Linked DNA regions of Rattus norvegicus: region 1 is linked to region 2. The links are chromatin contacts, called in public Hi-C maps. All regions are on one chromosome and are shown on one strand. Each heading gives the region's core, a stretch centred on a gene start, on an enhancer-like site or on the middle of the called end of the contact. The rest is flanking DNA. Distances are from core to core; before and after follow the strand shown.

Evidence for each region. A called contact is a pair of places that touch in the nucleus more often than the background predicts.
Region 1: a Hi-C map of hepatocytes shows a contact between it and region 2, with 1.7 times the contacts expected there. The contact joins the enhancer-like site here to the promoter of Larp1b in region 2. A contact is called at or near these places in 4 of 12 Hi-C or Micro-C datasets (Schwann cells, frontal cortex, hepatocytes and 1 more).

Annotation. Positions count from the first base shown.
Region 1 is chr2:126,487,190-126,490,214 of GRCr8, forward strand. Jade1 (jade family PHD finger 1) reads left to right here. Exons shown (of 11, transcript NM_001415052.1): 2 at 1,929-2,006. The coding sequence starts at 1,955. Among named protein-coding and RNA genes, the nearest start is that of Jade1, 18 kb to the left of the region's middle. Within about 2 kb of position 1,627, at least 43 of the 93 cell types and tissues checked have an H3K27ac peak or open chromatin away from gene starts, as enhancers often do. A contact at or near this core is called in Schwann cells, hepatocytes and liver, where this site is marked.
Region 2 is chr2:125,862,114-125,865,518 of GRCr8, forward strand. Larp1b (La ribonucleoprotein 1B) reads left to right here and starts at 1,884. Exons shown (of 10, transcript NM_001415051.1): 1 at 1,884-2,720. The coding sequence starts at 2,192.

The sequences.
Region 1 (3,025 bases), core at 377-2,876, 620 kb after region 2:
ACTGATCTTAGAGAATCAGTTGGTAAACAGAAAAAGCCCACCAGCCTTTGAATTGGGTGAGTTTCTCTGTAGGGACATATAAAATACCACACTAAAGTTCAGGAGTCTGAATCTCCGAATGAATCATGTGGGTCTATTCCAAAGGGGGAAACATATACTACCCAGTCTACCCAGTCCTATGGCTTGAAATACCCTGTTCAGGGTCCCGATGTGGTAGCCTGTGAATTGTTAACAGAAGTTACAGGAACAGAGGCATATAAACGTTGTAGTGTGTACATACGTGTGTGTGTGTGTGTGTGTGTGTGTGTGTGTGTGTGTGTGTGTGTGTGTGTTTTAGCTTGGGGGTGTAGGTGCCCACAGAGGCTGGAGTCCGAAGTACAGATGATAGTGAGTGGCCCTGGTGGGTTCAGGTAACTGAGCTCTGGTCCTGTGTCAGAGCTCAGTACCTTACTCACATGGCTTCTCTCCAGCCCCTCATGCTGCTCTTTAAAGGGGCAATACATTGCAAAAGGACTACTGCAGGCGGTGGAGAAGTGGGGGGGGGAGGTTAGGTGTGAGGGAAACAAGTTGTGGGAAGAGGACCTTGAAGTATGCAGGGAGATTAATGGTCACTGAGGATTGAGTATGAATAAGAGCTGTTTTGTGGAGCACCTAAGTGGAAATTTCCTTTAAAAAAGGTAAACTTAGGCCTTGCTGCTGTTCATCCGGCAGGGAGAAGGCAACTCAGAATAACCCTCAGGCCTAAGTGGCATATTTCACTCTCCTGTAGTCTGGTGTTTTCTGCCTCTTTTGACTTCCCTTTTACAGATCTGTTCAGAGTGGAACTTTGGTTTTTTAATTACTACCCTGGCGTGGCTCTCCTCACTGCTTCCCTGTGCTCTGTATTCACTGGAAACAAACCTCATTACATTTGTGGTGATTCCCAGCAAGGAGGGTTGGTTGAATGGGGGTGAGGGGTGAAGGGTTGCTGTTCTGCTGGCTTGAAAACTCCCCCTTTTCTTTGGGAGTCATTGATCTGGCAGTAAGATTTCGGCCACACAGATGTCAAGGCAATCAATAATTTTAGTTTAGAAAAGCTTTTTTGATTTGTTGAAACACAGTTGATTGGTCTGTACCAGCTCAGTAACTGTGTAGTTTTGGCCCACTGCTCTCTTTTGAAGACAGTGTCTTTCTTAATGGAGGTGTGTGGGAGGGATGGCCAGGTAGGCTGGGCTTTTGTGCCACCTGATTTTTTTTTTTTATTAGTTCTTACTTGTCCAGAAAGGATTTGCGTCACAAGGAGTAGGGGTTCCCTGTCTAGTGTGACCTTTGACAATTGGAGTTCCCAAAGCCTATGGTTCATTCTATCTCCAGCTGTGCACCTCCGAGGGGTTGGGATGGCAGATGAAGATGGGTGTCTTCCCATCACCCCACTGGTTCTTTCTAGAGCCACAGCTTGTTGAGTAGCTCATTTTGGCAAAATTTGGGGCTCATTTTAGCAGGGCTTGCCAAGGAAGCCTAATCATGCCAGTTCAGTGTTGTAAACACAGCAGTAGGCACAGAGCTCCCTGCCCCCAACAGGCACAGAGCATGGGTCTGTCTGAGAGAGCAGTGCTCACTGCTAAGGATTGTTTTCTGTAGTGGCTGCCAGGGCTGAAGAGACTGCTGGAGTAGCTGCTAGTGACATCTGGGAACTGGAGGGAAGGGTGACACCTCTGGGAGACCTGCCCACATGTGACTTTACCACCCCTGCCCCCACTGACTCTTAACCTGGTCTGTTAATGATTTCAGCTAATTATGTGCCTTTGGTCTTTTCACTGTTTGCAATTCAAATGCTACTTGAGGCCCTGTGTTTGCTTTTGTTTGCAGCATCCTGGCTGCCCTCTGAAGCACAAGTTGATGATCGAATGTTACCATCTTGGGTTAAGTGCTGTCTCATTGCTTTGCAGGCTGTCTGCTGTCTCCCGGGGAGATCATGAAACGAGGTCGCCTTCCCAGCAGCAGTGAGGATTCTGACGACAATGGCAGTAAGTCCTGCTTTGTTGTTCTTGGAGCCTACCAGGGCTTGGGTCAGTGTGAAAACATGATTTTTTAATATAATGCTTTAAATAGCTAAGGCCCTTTGCATATCAGGTCAGAGAAAGGCACGGCCTGGAGAAACACATCCGAGTGTGATACTGCAGGGCTGTAAGCAGGTCTTTCCCGGTAAGGTTGACTGCAGGCAGGCCTTCTGCAGGCTCCCTGCGTGTTATCCAGGGAGAAGAATTCAGTTCCAAGAGCCACTGGTGTGTCTGCTTTCATTAGACAGCGTTTATGGTACCTCACATTGCTCTCTATGAAGAGGGAACTTAATCAAAGCCAGGTAATGATTAACTAGCTCAGCCTGCCCGGGGCTCTGAGGGCAGATGGAGGACTACCTAGCGTGATGTGACGGTACCAAGTCCAGGTTCTTCATAGATGGCACATGCGTCCTTGCCCTTTCCTGCTTTCACAGGACGGAGTTTAATACCGTCACTGTCTGCAGCTCAGCTCTCTGGAAACCTCAGATTTTCACAGTGTAGCTGAGAACCAGGAGTTCGTTGGCTTCCTGGCAGTCAAAATAAATGTCACACAGTGTCTGTTGAGGAGCTAACAGACTGCTGAGAGAAGCGCTCCCTTCCGACGGCAGAGAGGAATTTTGTACCTAGCTCAGTGCCTGCACTGCAGCCCATTAGCTTTGGTTTGACATTGCACATTAAACTCTGGAAGCCTGGACAGGAAGCTTGCTGTGCTGTGAGATGGGAAAGGAAGCCGGCCTGCTTTCTAGGCATGTTGCCTCAGACATTACGAACAGCTCCAGTGTGATGTTACCCAGGGCAGTTGTACAGCTCTTTGGATGTGCTGTAGAAATGGTTTGTAGGAACTCAAAAGAGGTGGTCTGGGAAGACCCTTTGTGGGCAGGTCCCAGGGATAAATGCATTGGGTAGGCAGGGTTGTCTGACTGCCTGACCTCTCAGGTGGTCAGTAGAAGCATGGACATGCTGCTGTAGGGACTTCTCGGTTAGCC
Region 2 (3,405 bases), core at 634-3,133:
AGGGTCAGGGTTAAATCTCAAACCCTGCAGCAATTGGCTGAGGTGCTTATTTAACATATCAAAGGGGACCTGGCAGCTGTGTTCTTCCTGCAACCCTCAGTCCGTACCAGTAGGGCCCTCCTGGCTGCCCTAACCCTCCACCTCCTACACTGAACTTCCCAGCCCAGGCAACTGGGTTGCTCTTCCCTATATAATGCAACCAATTTGGTTGCAGGTCCCTTTTGTACGTTTGGCCTTCGGGCTTCTGCAGTTTGTCCCTTTTTCTCCCCTCTTCCACCCGCTCCCCTACTCCCTGCATGCCCCAGCTCAGTCTCAATCTGGTCCTGTCAACTCTAGACTCCACCGTATCTGGGAGCAGTTATGCCCTTCCCTCTGTATTCCTTTTTTCACTCAGTCAATTATTCAAAGCTAAGGGGCTGGAGAGATGGCTTTAAGATTAAGAGCGCTTGCCACTTGGTCTCCCCAGTACGGTGCTGGGCAGCTCACAACAGCCTGTATCTCCAGCTAAGGGTGATCCAATTCCTCCGGTAATCTGGGGCACCTGCACAATTGTACACACAAATGCACACACGTACTCACATTCCTGTAATTAAAAATAGAATAATTCATGCTGGGTGAGGCAGTGCACTTCTTTAATCACAGCATTTGGGAGGCAGAGGCAGGCAGATCTAAAAAAAGACATCTAGACGGAGAGACTGAATGTACAAAGCCTACTGGGTGTGGTCCTTAAGCTTTAATACCAGCCCTAGGAACTCTAAAAGAATTCTTTAAAAAAAGTTCAAGACTGCCTGGTGCCTAGTACTCACGCCTGTAGTCATCCCAACATTTAAAAGGCTGAGGCAGGTGCATTCCTTTGAGTTCAGAACCAGACTGGTCTAAGTCGATGGCTTCCAGGGCAGCCTGGACTATAGTAGTACGCTGTCTCAAAAGCAAGGGGAAAAGAAAGCTCACGGCCAACCTCGAGATCGAGGTCAACTTGTGCTACCGAACATCTAGTTTGAAAACATCAAAAGTCATTGAAAAAGTGAAAAATGAAAAAGGTGGCGAAATGTTAAGTGTTTGCTTTACTCAAGAGAACTCAAGCATTTCGTTGTCTGTGGGTTAGAATCAGGACGGACAAGTAAGTGCACTTGTCACTTAATGTCACTTAATGTCGCGGCTGAGTCTTCACCTGAACTTGGCTGCGGATCAGGAGTGCCTACGGAGTCCACAGCGTTAGCGGAAAACTTTTCCCGGGTCCTAAGGACCCACCCTCCTGAAGAACCTGAAGCGCAATATGGGCTTTCTAATCCTCCCGGTTCCGGAGGAGAGTCCTCCTTGTCCCTGGGTCACAGATGTCGGGTGCTCCCCAAGAGTGCAGGTTCAACCTCGCTGGCCGCTAGGGCGGGGCCCTCATCAAACCACGCCCGCCGCACTCGCGAAGACTCCTCAGGCCGCGGTCGCCCGCAGCGTTTAGGGATGCCAGTGAGTAGGCATGTCACTCTCCAGGGTGCCCGCCCCCTACCCTGCCTCGTCCTCTACCCGCCCCGCCCCTCACCCTGACTGGCCCTCGCCCTGGTCCTTGGGCACCTCGCCTACCGAACGCTGATTCTCTTGGCTGTCTTGCCTTTATCACGCCCCGCCCATTGGCCCGCCTCGCCCTCTGCGCGCCCCGCCTCTTGGACGCCTCCGCCTCCGCACGCCCAGCCCATCGGCCCGCCTCGGCCTATAAACGCCCCGCCTATTTGACCACCCCGCCCATTGGCCCTCCTCGCCCTCCGCACGCCCCGCCCAGTTGCCTTCCTCGCCCTCTGCACGCCCCGCCCCCGACTGCCTCGCCCTCTGCACGCCCCGCCCTCTGGGGCAGTTACCGGCTAAGGCCGCGCGCGCCTCCGCGGCTCGCCAGAGATCCTTCAGACTGGCTGGAGCGCCGCGTCGTCGCCCGCGCCCGCTGAGGGCTCGCGGCTCGGGCGCGCCCGGCGCGTGTGGCGAGCTCCAGCCGTGCGCTGCGACGAGGCCGGGCGGCGGGCGGTTAGCGCTCCGCTCGGCGGGCGGGGAGGACGGGCACGCCGGGCGCTGCACGCCTCGGCGGGCAGGTTCCGCGTCCCAGGACCGAAGCGGGTCGGTGCCCCCGTGTGGAGAGAGGGGCGGCCGGGCTCCCTGGACCCGGACGGCCCCAGGCTGGGCAGGAGGCTGGGGCCAGGGGCCGGCCATGTCCGCTCGCGCCCCGGTGCCCGCCGCTGCCCCCCGGGAGGACCCGCCCGCCGTGGCCGGAGACCGGGACGCGCTGTTGGCAGCGGCGAGCCGGCGGGCGGAGCAGCCGGCGCCCGGCGAGCGGGAGGGCAAAGAGGCGAGGGAGGAGCGGGCCGCGGCCGCCACCAGCGCGGGGGCGCGGGGAGAGCCGTCGCCGGCGCTCGTGCTGGGACACAGCGTGCCGCAAGCGGCCGTGCCCGTGAGGCCGCTGGCGCTGCACCTGGCGCACAAGGCGCGTGCGCCCGGGGGTCCCTTCGGCGGGGAGGCCCCGCCGCCGCCGCCGCCACCACCACCGCCGCCGCCACCGCCGCCGCCGCCAGCACCTCGGGACCCACCGGAGGACGTCCGTGAGGACCCAGCGGCAGCCGGCCTCGAGGACAAGCCGCCGCCGCTGCCAAAGGGGAACCCGTGGACCAAGAAGCTGCCTCAGCACCTGTCCCCGGTGGGCACCGGCGTGCCGCCGCCCGCTCAGGACTCCCCGGAGGCCGGTGAGTGCGATCCGCGGGAGGTGTTTGGTTCCTAGGTGTCATTCACTGTGCCGATTTACATAAATGGACATGTGGGAGAGGGAGCGACAGGAAGAGGTGGGACCTCAGGTTCTCCTTGACGGGTAGGGGCACGGCGTGGGTGACTGGGCAGCGCGGCCGTGTTGGGCTCGTGCCTTCACGTGTCGGCGTCCTGGACGCGGTGAATACTGTGGAAAAGTTTCCGCGAACTTGCCACAGAGTGGAAGCGAGTCGGGACGAGCCTGCGTGTGAGTAAGTGGAAGCGCGATCGGGCTCGCTCCTGAGGTAAAGTTGGTGAAACGAAAGTCTCAAAAAGCTGCCAGGTAGATGTGGCTCTGAAGGCAGCTGGTATTAGGTGTTTTTCGGTTGTGTTTCAGAATGCCTGAGATAGGACAGTTGACTGGGAGTCTGGATTGCACAGCTGGTCCCACGGTAGCCTGCCTGCGCGTTAGAAATTGGGCTGTGCCATTGCGCTCGAATGCTGACCAATGCAATACAGCCCTTGGGGCTTTATTTGGGTTGCAACAACTGCAGTTCAGAAAATAAAATTAATACTGGCTTGTATTTGGTGGCGCATGCCTATTGATGTAGAGGATTAGGCGTTCGAAGCCGGACTGAGCTTATTTATTTAGTAAAGTCTTTCAAAAAGAAAAAAAAATGTTAGAAT